Regions from separate parts of the Gossypium hirsutum genome. Here all the other regions are linked to region 2. A link is a contact called in public Hi-C data. All regions are on one chromosome and are shown on one strand. The core of a region is the stretch at or near the end of the contact, and the rest is flanking DNA. Distances in the headings are between cores, read along the strand shown. Region 1 holds the start of LOC107948368 (29 kDa ribonucleoprotein A, chloroplastic). Region 2 holds the start of LOC107948364 (CASP-like protein 5A1). Region 3 holds the start of LOC107948356 (dystrophia myotonica WD repeat-containing protein).

Region 1 (4,778 bases), core at 658-3,157, 240 kb before region 2:
CTAGAGTAGAGTAGAGTAGAGTAGGAGTTGTCCAAGAAGTCCTTTGACATTTCATTCAATCCGCGTAATGCACATAATTTTAACGTAATCAGTTTCATTTTTTTTTTTAATATGCACGACATTATTTGCAGATAAATGCAACAACGTTGAGGAAATAAAAAATACGGTGATGTTTGGCTGGGCTGGTGTTCATCTTTTCTCTATAGTTTCCACTTCAAACTTAGCTTTGGAACTTTTTTTATAAATCCACAACTATTTTCATTTATTTTACCGTCTAAGATTAATTTTATTTGGGTAAAAATAATATTTAGATAAAAATTTCCTAATAATGATAAATTTAATATTTGAATCCGATCCAAATATTTAGAGAAGTCTCCAATTGTTGGCCGTAGGATTGAGCAAAGAAACTAAAAGAATCTAAAAACCAATTTGATCCGATATATTCAATTTGGTTTAGGTTTTATAATATTCGGTTCAGGTTTTATAATGTTCGGTTCAGTTTCATGTTAATGTTATCATTCAAATCGCACAATTCGGTTCAAGTTCAGTTTCTCCTCTTGGAACCATTTTATACAAAAAGTTAAAATATTTCACAGCAAGTAAATCATTTCTTAAAAATAATAATCATAATTATAAGCATAATTCTAATTTTAAAAAAATAGTTCATTAAACTCTATAAATATTTTATTTATAAAAGAAACAATTATACACAAGTTGTTGAATATATATTTGATAGTTATAAATTTAAAAAAGTATATGGCATATTGTAATGATTCGATTATAATTAATTAAAAGAATGGTAAGTAAAACATTAGATATATCAATAATTTATGTATTAACTTTTCTTTTAACAACTTTAAATGATTTATTAACTTAATAACTTAACTTAAAATGATTTTTTAAATGGTTTTATGAATGATTATAATATTAATGTAATTATTTAATTTACCTCGTAAATGTATAAATGAATTAAGAGCATGCATTATGATTATTATGAAATAAAATATATATATATATTAGAACTTTGGGGTTCAAAAGAAGATGATTTTTTTTTGACAAAACTCAAAATTTTAAAATCAAACCGCTATTATTGGTTTTGGGTATTTCTATTTTTATTCAATACAATTTTGATTTCAAAAGTTAAAAAGAAAATGAAAAAATTTAATTCAATTTTTGTTAAAAATTAAATCGAAGTGAATACATCCATGTGAGTGTTCGATCGAATCGAGTTAATTATGTTGACAAGTCCTATTTTATCATCTAAATCAATTTAAGATTTTTTCGAATCAAGTCGAGTTAAATGAAATTTGAGTCAAATCGAATCGAGTGAACTGTTCGAGTTAAATTAAAAAATTTAAACACGTCAAATTAAAATCAATATAACTAATTTCATGTTATAACACATAAATTTGAAACCACATATATTTAAAAACTTTTTCAAAGTAAATTAATAAAAAATAATTTAGTATGATAAACTTAAATAATTAATTAACTTATTTAAATCCCAAAATTATTATTCTAGAAATTTTTTTATTTTTTAACTTTCTTTATATTTTTTTTGAATTTTTTATAATTTTTTGAATTTTTATAAATATTTTGATTTTTAAAAATTATTTTGAATTATTTTGTAATTTTTGTTGGGAGAAAGACTAATTTGCTCATTTTCAAACTTAATAAGGACTAAAAGGGTATTTATACCAATATGTTATTTGAATTATTTGAGTTATTCAAATTGTAAAATTTAACTCGATTTGAATTCAAAAATTAAATTACCTATTCGATTTAACTTAAATAATTCGAATAACTCAATTCGATTAACTTAAAATTAAAAAAAATTAATTTTTTGATGGAGGTTGTAATTTAGAAACATAAAATACAGTTCTAATTAGTCCATTTTCATTTGGGTTTGAGGGGCTGTGGCCCTATGCAAATGTCGCTCAAACCGAAACCCAAAGCCTTTTCCCTCAGCAAAATATCTAAAATCTATCGCAATCTAATATCTTATCAACAAAAATCTAACGGCCCCAATTTCACGATATGTAATCCGAAGTACCGGCGGCAAGATAGACAAGCAGGCAACTTCTCCTCCTATAAAACTATCTATAATGTAAGCTGCTCTTCTTAAACCCTCTCTCCCATTTCAAAAACCTTATCTTCTCTTTGGCTAAAGCAGAAACAAAGGCTAAAATGTCTGCAACATCTGCTTCATCTCTCATCCTCCCATCTCTCAAACCCAAAACCATATCTTTACCAAACCCAACTCCCATTTCACTGTCCCCCTTCTCTCTTTCCCACCGCCTCCATGCAAAGCCTCTCTTTTCTTCCTCTCTTCAAAGTTTCACGCTTTTAACAAAAAAGTCTTCTTCTTTTCCTTCTAATTTTGTTAGAAACGTTTCCGTTTCATCTGAGTACGGTCAGGAAGAGGGTTTATTTGGTAGTGATGATGAAGAGGCTACTAGGTTCTCCCCTGACTTGAAACTTTTTGTGGGCAATCTTCCTTTTAGTGTGGATAGTGCTCAGCTTGCTGGCTTGTTTGGAAGTGCTGGAAATGTTCAGATGGTTGAGGTAAATTTTTTTTTTCTTTTTCCCCCTTTGCTTTTACCTGTAATTCACCATGTTTATGTTTATGTTTATGAATGACTTGCTTTGTTTTCATCATGTTCTGTTTTCACACAGAGGCTTGCCCTTTAGTTTGAATTCAAGCATAGTATGAACCTTTATTTCTGATATGTTGAATTATAGTATGGAAGAAACTTTTAATTTCGAGATGAAAATTGAATAATTAAAAAGACATTTAGCCAATTGAAGGGTCATGATATACATTTAGTGATTTAATTGAGCATCCATTGAAATATGGACCTTGTTGCTTCACTCCAATCATTTGGGAAGTTAACAAACTAGATGTACACTCCGTTTTGATGTGTTGAAATTATTGCTTTTGACAGGTGATTTATGACAAGGTAACTGGGAGAAGTAGGGGATTTGGTTTTGTAACCATGTCTACTACTGAGGAAGTGGAAGCTGCTGCTCAACAGTTCAATGGCTATGTAAGTCATCTTTTGGGGTGTTCATATGCAGATATGCGAACTTAAAGAGTATTTTGCACATTTAATAATTTAATTGCTTCGTTTACATGCTACTTAAACAAACATGGTTATCCTCTTTCGGTTTAGAGTACGCATGGATGAAGATTTGCATATTTGTCATCTTTAGAACAATTTGAGGATTGACATTTATGTTCTGGCCTTGGAACCCACTGCGGCAAATGAATTTTTTCAGCATCTGAATATAAAAAACTTCCATTTTTATTTGTTCTAGTTTCCTCAACTTTCTCTTTTCCAGCATAGTGGATGGAAAAAGGGTGTTTCGCAATATCGAGTATGCTTAAGTTTTTGACTGTATTAATATCTAATACCCCTGTGACGTTATCAGTTTTGGTATAAGGTTATAGTTTCTATCAGAAGTTTGAATCGAGGTTATCATAAAATTTTCTTGTGTTTACACTTGCTGATTGCAGGAACTTGAAGGGAGAGCGTTGAGGGTAAACTCTGGACCACCTCCTCCTCGTAGGGAAGAATTTTCTCCTAGGGCGAGAGGTGGTTCAACCATGGGTGCTTCAAATCGTGTCTATGTTGGTAACCTTTCGTGGGGCGTTGATGATTTAGCACTGGAGACCTTGTTCAGTGAGCAAGGCAAGGTTGTGGAAGCAAAAGTTGTTTATGACAGGGAAAGTGGTAGATCAAGGGGTTTCGGCTTTGTAACTTACAATTCTAGTGAAGAGGTGGATGGTGCTGTCAAAACATTTAATGGTGTTGTAAGTTAATCGTTACCTTGAGTTCTAATCCATGAATGTTTATAGCAATTTAGAGTCAATTAGTAGATGCTGGATAAGATAGGTCATTTGGCTGCTATATACTTTTTCAGTATCATTATTGACTTTAATATGCTTGATTTTGTACAAAACTGCTACTTACAGAAATCTAATAACTTCATTAATGACTGTGAATTGCTTAAAAAAATTTGTTTGATGCAGGAGTTGGATGGCAGACCAATTCGAGTCTCAGTGGCCGAGTCTAGGCCAAGGCGTCAATTTTGAGTGCAACTGGTATCTACCGGTACTGCTAAAGTTCTTTGGGTATGAGTCTAAATCTTTGGGCACTTAATTGGTCTTTCCTTTTTTTTTATATTTCATCCATGGGTTATAGATGTTCAGTTTTCAAAGCTTAATATTTATTCTGGTATGTGTTGCTTATATGTTTTTTATTGGATTGCATTTTTATCAGACACACTGAGAACAACTCTTTATGTTCCTAGGAATCTACAAACATGCAAATTGTAGCAGCTGCATTTGGATGGTATTCGCAATCTGTGCTTAGATTAGATTAGAAAGAGCCGATGACGAGATGATAATATCAATTGAAATATTTTGGTTATATGTTCCAAAAGTATCATGATTCAGTGACTGACATGTGCCTTAATTTTGTTTATTCAAGTGTGGGATTTCCAGTTAGCATTTCTTTTAGCAGTTTATAGAGAGGGTGTGAATTTGTGCTTCTTTTTATCTAAAAGCCATGGGGATATACATCCATGAATTGGATAATATATCAAGAAGGGAGCTGACAAACTCTTCCCGTTTAATCACCTATAATTCATTTAGTAGCCTCCCTTCTTCACACACCATACTGCAATGGAAAGAAGGGAGCTCACTATAAGAACAAGGACAATTAATTTTCTAAGTTTCAGTTGAAATGTGAATGTTTAATAATTCATAAATTAAT
Region 2 (4,764 bases), core at 1,029-3,528:
ATCATATTTGAAGCATGAAAATTTGAAAACTTTTCTCTAGCAAGTTCTCATCAGTAATATTCGCTCGTATAATTTTAATTGAGAACTTATCATAATTACTTCAAACTTATACCTACTCACAATTTTAAAATCTTGCAACTTCACGTGTATTTGATGATAACGAGCTTTAGACAGAGATCATGCAACTTCGGGTGCATAAAATTATCATAGTTTGATGGCCATATCTTTGAGAGTTAAAAATTTGCATGGATAATGTTCACATCTCAAATATAAAAATATTTTTTTCATAACCACCATCGGAAACATGCATGAATTTTGATTCAATTCAAAATCTATTTGTTCATGAATCTGCCATGATTAATCTCAAATTATAATAAATATGTTATAATAAAATAAATCATAGTAAAATAAACTTAAAGATTTTAACATCATCATCATTTCTTTTACAAATACTAATTTTACTTTCATAATAACATTTATAAACTAATAGTAAAAAATTTATAAAACAATCCATTTTTTATATACAATGTTTAAAGTTATTCGATACACACTGCTCCAAATTTTAATATCATATATGTTATAAAATCAATCTGATCATTCAATAATGGTAGGTCAATAAGAATCAATAGATCCTATCGAATTTTCCTTTAATCAACAACAACATGTTAATAATACACTCCATTGCAATTTTAATTAAATTTCAATTCTTTTCTTTATTCAAATATAATGTATAATACAACTCAAAACCTCCTTAATTTAAAAAAAGAAAAAAGAAAAACTTGAAATATTTTTTTTCCTTTCATAAGAAAGATTAAAGAACAATTTTATATAAAAAAAAAGAAATAGTAGAAAAAACATACCAAATAAAATTATATAAATTTCTTGATAAAAAGCTTAAAGATCATAAAATACCTAAATGGTTAAAGGAAATCTGAAGTACCAATGAGTGTTTGGTTCAAATCTTGTGGCTTTTTTCTTGGACGTAAATTACTTTTATAATTTTCCTGACATAAAATAATAATAGCTCGTGGGTTAAAAGAATAGAGAGAGTAAAAAGGCATTTTTATTGATTAATGGAAATGATTTACAATGCTTCATAGATATAAAAAGTATACATGATATAGAATTCTATTTTTAATGATTATTAAAATCCTAAAATACATTAAACTTATCTTGATTTTTATAAATATCTACTTGATAATAAATTATTCATTAAAAAATATATAATTATCATGAATTGTTATTTTTTAAAAATAAACTTACAACTAATGATGTCTTAGCTTAATGAAAGTTGAGGTCCTGAAATTTTAAGATCCTATGTGTCATACATGGAATCTCAGCCCCACCATATATAAACTCTATATAGATTTATTTTTATATAAGTTTGCATATATTCTAGTTTTCCATTTTTTATAATGGCTAATTTTAATTACATTTATTTAGATGTATTTTTTTTAATTACAGATGTAATTATACTTGTAATTTTAAACATATATTAATGGGTTGACGTGTAAATTTTTCACTTTACTTTTAGTGATTATTGAAATTTATTTCTATAATTTTTATGATTAATATTTCTCATTCTACTTATCAACTAAAACTTTAATTATATATTGAATCTTATCACTTTATTTTGTTTGATTGAATTTTATAACTAAAGTTTGATTTTTTTAATGATTTTTTCTATGCAATTTTAATCTAATTAAAAATATTTGAGAAAAGATTTAATAAAAATATTTTTAATATTTTATTTTAATACAAAACAACAATAAGTTAATTAATGTAATATTAAAAATTAATGAAACAAGTTTTTATAAAAAGATTACTTTTTTCTTTTTATATATATTTAAAATTTCAAGGCTTTATAGCATTAAAATTTTTTTAAGTTAATTTATTAATTTTTAATAATTTAAATTATTGTTAACTATTAAAATAAAATACTTGAATTAATATTAAATAGTTAATTTTACTTATTGTTAATTTTGTTTTTAATCTGCTATTGATAATTTTTTTTTAATTCTGAACATATTAATTCTTCAGCAATAATATTTTTGAAATTTTATTTTTTCTAAAATGTCTATATAAAATCATGGTAATTTTGATAAAATAAATATAAAAGTTGAAAACAACTATCACAATGAAATTGTAATTTTATTTATTTATTTTTGTTAAGAGTTACTAATGATGTATAAAAAAACAAGAACAAAACACTGAAACCCACAACTAAAACGATATCTGTTGCAGAAGTAAAGAGTAAATATTTGTTCAAAAAAAGTGATATAAAGTTAAGCATTGTACAGCAGAAAAGCATTTATAATCCCCATCTGCATTGCCATTTGCAGGTCCAAAAAGAAAGCATTTATGCCCTTTGAATTTTGACCTTCTTTTTTCTAAGGAGATCAAATCAATGGTGCTTTCGTTTTGATGGTAGATTAAGATTAGACCCCACTTCTCTCATGAAACTAAGGGCCCAGATTCAAACTTTGTAACTAAAGTGGGTGAATGAGAGCTGAGTAGCTCCGCACACACGGGGGAAGGGAACTCAACCCCAGACTTTTCCGCCCTTCACTTTGTAAGCAAAGTTAATGAAATATTAGATTTTTTTTTTCAGTTCTATAAAAATCCCTGACTTTCCCATGAAGAGGAAGGGAAGCAATGAACGTGAGCCGTCCGGCGGTTCACCCGGTGGAGGCTCCACCGATGACGGAGGCGGCGGTACACGGTCCTAGAGTAAGGATGAAGGACATCCAAGGCATGCCTGGGACTAAAGGTGGCCTCTTTCTTCGTCTTTCTCAGTTCATTTTCTCCATCATTTCTGTCTCTGTCATGGCCACCACCAATGACTTCCGCTCTGCCACAGCTTTTTGGTGATTACCCCCTTTTTCATTTCATTTCCTTTTCATTTTTTATTTATGTTTCAATCTTTATACAAACACCCAATAGATTGTAAACTTTAGCTATTGAAATGACATCCAATTTGTTGGTCTCGATCATCACCATCCACCAAACTTTTCTAATTTTTGTTTGAGTTTTAAAATCAACTACAAGCTTCTTTCAAGTTCTTCTTTAGTTCTCGCATCTTTCAACCTGACATATGGGGAAACGGTTACTATGTTTATACGACATTTTATATAATAAATGCATTTGAGATATGTCAAGACTTTGATGAAGGGATGCCTTTTTTTTTTTTTTTCCTTTGTAATTGAATTAAACTGTTCTGAGCATATAGTGTTATATGATGAGCTCGGCTCGAGTGATCTATGTTACTGGGGAGTGACGAGTGAGTGTCAGATACGGGTACGGGTACTTTGAATATTGAAGTTTTTTCGAGGACTCTTGGAGGGTATATCCTCATACCATGGCCGAATATGCGTTGGACATGGTCGAAGTTGCATAGGGAAACATACTATTTGGGCGTACAGAATTGAAAACAACATTTATCTGTTCACAAGCTACATTAAAGTGGTTCCATATTTTCTTTAATAGTGTGTTAAACTATCCTACGAATGTTTGTCTCCAATGTAATACTTTAAATCGTTAAAGAAATAGGCTCATATTTGCTAGTCCCCTGAAAATTTTAACTTAGACCTTGCTGATGTAGTATATTTCACTAATCGCTGGTTATTCTGATTTTGCAAATGAACTTTCCAGATAGTTTGGAAAAAAAAAAAAAAGGAAGAAAATTCTAAGCTTTGGTGAATAGAGGTGTTAGAAATGGAGTATGACATTATTTATAGGATGCCATTGCACTCTCTGTGGACTGTGGGGATGTTTCGCTATTTTGAATGGGATGTAAGATTTACTTCATTTGGTAGTTGAATTAAAATGGTGACAGTTTCGGTGCAGATCACTTCGACACTTACATTTGCCGCTGCATCTGCATCAGCTGGCATAACAGTCTTGATTGACAATGATCTTGATAAATGTAGTGTGAATCACTGCACTAAGTTTGAAACAGCTACAGCAATGGCCGTCATCAGCTGGTTTGCAATGTCACCATCCTTTCTGCTGAATTTATGGTCATTGGCTTCCCACTGATAATTGTGTTGCACTTCTGCTGTAAGCCTTTTGCAGACTTTCCAATCTGCTGTATTGTTGATTACACCATCTCTGTATATATATTTTTTGCTAGGCTTCCAATACTTGTATCTTTGAGGGAACAGGGTATTTAAATTATAAATTACTTACTACCCCTCTATTCGCTCAATCCCTAACACTTGTTGGCTACTGATCATGGATTTTCAATGATAATGATTATTGAACTTCAAGCTTAGTCCTTTGTACCAAATTCGTCTGAAGAAATTGAGTATCTGAATTGAAATAAAATTTCATGAACTACAGTAAGATAACAGAGTACTGCTCCAACTCCAATGTAAAATATTCAATCAGTTTTATCATATCAGTTCAATGGCGGCAGGCATGGGAAGTAGTTACAGTTAGTAATAGAGCATCAACAAGCTGTAAGAAACTAATCCCAGTCTCCACCCACCATCCAAGGAAAGAGAATTCCCAGTCCTCAAACACCTATTGGCTATTACATGAAAATCGAGGCCTAAATTATGCATAGGGAGAGAACAACTTAAAAAGTTCCATCACCAGACTTGAATAACTCGAGAAGCCGCAGACGCCAAACCAATTAGTTGCAAGCACAGGAGTCAGGTGAAGTTGTGCTCAACCCAAATATGAGCGAAGTTTTGTAAGTTTGTCTACTATGTGTGACATCTCCGTTTCTCTGCCACAAGCTCATTTTTTAACGTTTCCACT
Region 3 (4,423 bases), core at 28-2,527, 200 kb after region 2:
CCAATGACCCAATCCTACTAGTACTACCAATACTTTTACTCCCACCATTCCCTCCAGCAAATCCAAGCGTGCGGCTCCCGTTCCCAGCACCTAGCCACCTTGCTGCTGCTGATCTGACCCCACTGCTGGCACTGTAGCTGGACGATGAAGACGTCGGAGTTGATGGAGCTGGCTTCTCCTTCAAATGTGCTAGGGTAACCTGACAGCCGGACTTAATCAATACAATCTCAACAAACGAATAATACATAAGTATAAGCAAAACGATCAAAATTTGACTTTATAACTAAGGGCATTGATTCAAACTCTTTGAAGCTTAAACTTGTAATCAATAATGCTTAAACACCGATGATACAAAATGATCTAATAAAATATGTTCTTCAAGTTCTTCTAACAGATGGGTACATGTAAAAACCCCTCTTCTCACTAATAAATTGGAAATGTTCTCATTATCTAATTATAACATTAGTGTATCAAAAACACAAAAAGGAAAACCCACACTAAAATAAAAAGAAATAAAGAAAAACAAAAGAGAGTAATTTAAAGTGAAATCGGATGATTGGTCTTGATCAAAACCCAAATAAGTAACACAAAAGATAGTCTTCTTTTCAATAATTTAAGAAAAAAAAGGAAACCCTAGGAATTTGAAGTTACCTGAGTAACAGTTTTGCCATGAGCATAGTGAAGAAGGCTAGAAGGGTGAGTCTTTTCATAGTGAAGCTTATATCGACCTTCTGGAGTTTTAAAATAAGTCTTCAAACCCGGCGATTGAGCGTTTGCCGAGGACGAAGAGGTCGAAATCGTACCGTTGGCCGTGTTGATCATGGTGTCGCTTATCTTACACCCGATAACATCTGATCATGACACACTAGGGTTTCTTCTACTTCTTCCCAATTTTGAAAATTTCTTATTTCCTAAATCCGAAGACCAAAAGAAAACCCAAAAAGAAAATAAGTCTTTTATGGGTAATTTTCTGTTGTTGAAATGGGGAATGGGGGATCAAAGGAGGAGAAGGGCCCTGTATGGTTGGAGTTATGAGAAGAGGTTAGACTTTTCGGGAAGTTTAAGGGAAGTCAACGGAATGGACGGTGGAGGATTCAAGAGAGTGATCTTATTCGGTCTTTGTAGTTATAAACTGAGAGAGGGATTGATGATGAAAATGGGAAAGATTTCCAGGTTTTCTTTATTATAATTTATTTTGTATTGAGTTTGATATGCTCAGATTTTCACCTCCATTTTCTTGACTTTGGGCACTTACCATTCGGCCCCCAATTATGTTCTTTTCTATTTTGTATTTAAAAAAATCTCCTTTTTGTTGTAAATTAGACGGAGGTCGTAAACTCTTTTTAAGCATATTAAAGTAATGAGATAAAACTCTTTACTTAATTTATAATTAAGAGATTATTAAATAAAGTAATTAAAAAACTTTAATTCATTCAATGTAATACCTTTATTAATTGAATGTAAAGGAGCTTATAAATAGTACCTTGTAAGTGAAAATAAAATAATGAAATTTTCTCGTATTTTCATCCTCTTTTATTTATTGTTTTATTAATTTTTCTATAACACGTTATCAGCATGAGTTTCTACGAATTCATAGTGAAGTTTACGTCATTTCGACTTTTTATAATTTGCCCGTATAACTCCCGTTAAACTATATACGGTATACGTATTTTCATAATTCTTTTATTTTATTTTCTAGATGAAATATTTGTTTTGGGTAACATTTGCATATTTATTTTTACAACTAAAATCTAATAATGATAATTTATATATACATTTTTTTATTAAAAGAAATTTCAATTAATTTAATTTGTGTTAAGTTATTATCATGACTATTCCTCTTTATGCCAATATTTGACATACATATTATTATTTAGCAAATTTGGTATATATAATTGAATTATTTACGATTGAGAATACTTATTAATTTATTAATATTTTTTTTATTTTGATTCAAGTGATTATAATGTCAAATCTTGCCAAACTTGAATTTGCGGCCTTAGACATCTCAGGCAAGAACTATTTGTCATGGGTGTTAGATGCTGAAATTCACCTATATGCTAAAAGTCTAGGAAATACTATATTAGCAAATAAAGAAGCATCTAATCAAGACACTGCAAAAGCAATGATTTTCATCCGTCATCATCTGCATGAAGGATTAAAAGTGGAATATCTCACTGTGAAAGACCCTCTTGAGTTGTGGAAAAATTTGAAAGAACGATTTGACCATCAGAAAACTGTGATACTCCCTAAAGCTCGTTATGATTGGATGCACTTACGGTTGCAAGATTTTAAGACTGTAAGTGAATACAATTCAGAACTTTTCAAAATTAGTTCTCAACTAAAATTATGTGGAGAAAACATAACTGATAAGGACTTGTTAGAGAAAACATTTTCAACCTTTCACGCTACTAATGTGCTCTTGCAGCAGCAATACCGTGAAAAAGGTTTTAAAAGGTATTCTGAATTGATTTCATGCCTTTTGGTGGCTGAGCAAAATAATGAGCTATTGATGAAAAATCATGGAATTCGTCCCACTGGTTCTGCACCATTCCCTGAAGTGAATGTCGCAGTACACAATAATTATAAAAATAGAAAATATAGAAGTCGCGGCCGAGGTCGTGAACGTAGTAGGGGACGTGGTCGGGGACGTATTAGTAATCGTTATCATGGTGGTCATAACAATGATACTTCTAACCACCAGAAAAATAATAACAATGAAAGACAAGAAAGAAGTGGTCAAAATAATCCTTCAAAGATTGTTGAGAATATATGCTACCGATGTGGTATGAAGGGGCATTGGTCACGTACCTGTCGTACGTCTGAGCATTTAGTGAAACTTTATCAAGCATCCATTAAAAGGAAGGGAAAGCATATGGAGACAAATTTTATATCCCAAAATGATGAAATAGAGGCAAAAGATGAAGATATTCACTATAATAATAAAACTGACCATGCCTACAAGGATGATAAATTTAACGACCTTAATAATATAACTTATCTAGATGTGGCAGATTTCTTTGAGAATCGTTAGAAAAATTGATGTTATTTTGACACTTTTTAAGTATATTTTATTTTCTTGCATAAAAAAATAATTGATATATTTAATAAATATTTGTAATGTTTATCATATTATATTTTGTTTGTTTTTATGAAGAATATGAATATTCAACAAAATTTCGATAGACCCAAAATCAATGAAGACATGTGTCTTGCAGATAGTGCTACAACACATACGATACTCAAAGATAAAAAATATTTTTCTCATTTGACAATGAGTAATGCCCATGTTAATACAATATCGGGTAGTTTAAAACTTATTGAAGGCTCTGGAAGAGCTATTATATTGTTACCTAAAGGTACAAAATTTATCATTGATGATGCTTTATATTCCACCAAATCTCAAAGAAATTTATTGAGTTTTAAAGATATTCGTCTAAATGGATATCATATTGAGACTATGAATGAGAAAAATGTTGAATGTGGAAAGAAATATATTTTGGAAAGGCTACCTGCTTTTTCATCAGGTTTATATTATGCACATATTAGTGCAATTGAATCATATGTTACTACAAACCAGAAGTTTGTAGAAGCTCATACTTTTACTATTTGGCATGACCGATTAGGCCATCCCGGATCTATTATGATGCGAAAAATCATCGAGAATTCAATTGGACACCCATTAAAGAACCAAAAGATTCTTGAATTTAAGGATTTATCTTGTATTGCTTGTTCTCAAGGAAAATTGATTATTAGACCATCACCAGCTAAAGTTGGGATTGGATCTCCAACATTTCTGGAACGTATTCAAGGTGATAAATGTGGGCCCATTCATCCACCATGTGGACCATTCAGATATTTTATGGTATTAATAGATGCATCTAGTAGGTGGTCACATGTATGCTTATTATCGACTCGCAACCTGGCGTTTGCGAGACTACTTGCTCAAATAATTCGATTAAGAGCACAATTTCCAGATTATCCAATCAAAACTATTCGTCTTGATAATGCTGGTGAGTTTACATCCCAAGCTTTTAATGATTATTGTATGTCAATTGGGATAAAAGTTGAACATCCTGTAGCTCATGTTCATACACAAAATGGTTTAGCTGAATCATTTATCAAACGCCTCCAACTAATAGCTCGGCCATTGCTTATGAGAACAAAACTCCCTATTACAGCTTGGGGATATGCTATTTTGCATGCAGCAGCACTTGTGCGCTTAAGGCCAACAAGTTATAATAAGTACTCCCCATTACAATTGGCTTTTGGTCAGGAGCCAAATATTTCTCATCTTAGAATTTTTGGATGTGCAGTATATGTTCCAATTGCTCCACCACAACGCACAAAGATGGGTCCTCAAAGGAGGTTGGGAATATATGTTGGTTATGAATCTCCTTCTATAATTAAATATGTTGAACCA

What was found. A called contact is a pair of places that touch in the nucleus more often than the background predicts.
Region 1: a Hi-C map of leaf shows a contact between it and region 2, with 2.5 times the contacts expected there. The contact joins the promoter of LOC107948368 here to the promoter of LOC107948364 in region 2. A contact is called at or near these places in 5 of 34 Hi-C or Micro-C datasets (anther and leaf).
Region 3: a Hi-C map of leaf shows a contact between it and region 2, with 5 times the contacts expected there. The contact joins the promoter of LOC107948356 here to the promoter of LOC107948364 in region 2. A contact is called at or near these places in 8 of 34 Hi-C or Micro-C datasets (anther, callus, hypocotyl and 1 more).

The regions. Positions count from the first base shown.
Region 1 is chrA04:67,821,804-67,826,581 of Gossypium_hirsutum_v2.1, forward strand. It overlaps LOC107948368 (29 kDa ribonucleoprotein A, chloroplastic), which reads left to right and starts at 1,908. Exons shown (of 5, transcript XM_016882873.2): 1 at 1,908-2,565; 2 at 2,946-3,047; 3 at 3,518-3,814; 4 at 4,034-4,135; 5 at 4,315-4,510. The coding sequence starts at 2,188. The coding sequence ends at 4,096. It overlaps LOC121228012 (a long non-coding RNA gene), which reads left to right. Exons shown (of 4, transcript XR_005925560.1): 4 at 132-249.
Region 2 is chrA04:68,059,001-68,063,764 of Gossypium_hirsutum_v2.1, forward strand. It overlaps LOC107948364 (CASP-like protein 5A1), which reads left to right and starts at 2,279. Exons shown (of 2, transcript XR_001697344.2): 1 at 2,279-2,867; 2 at 3,847-4,273. LOC107948362 reads right to left here. Exons shown (of 4, transcript XM_016882869.2): 4 at 4,347-4,764. The coding sequence ends at 4,710.
Region 3 is chrA04:68,259,229-68,263,651 of Gossypium_hirsutum_v2.1, forward strand. LOC107948356 (dystrophia myotonica WD repeat-containing protein) reads right to left here and starts at 1,278. Exons shown (of 11, transcript XM_041111084.1): 1 at 652-1,278; 2 at 1-199. The coding sequence starts at 822.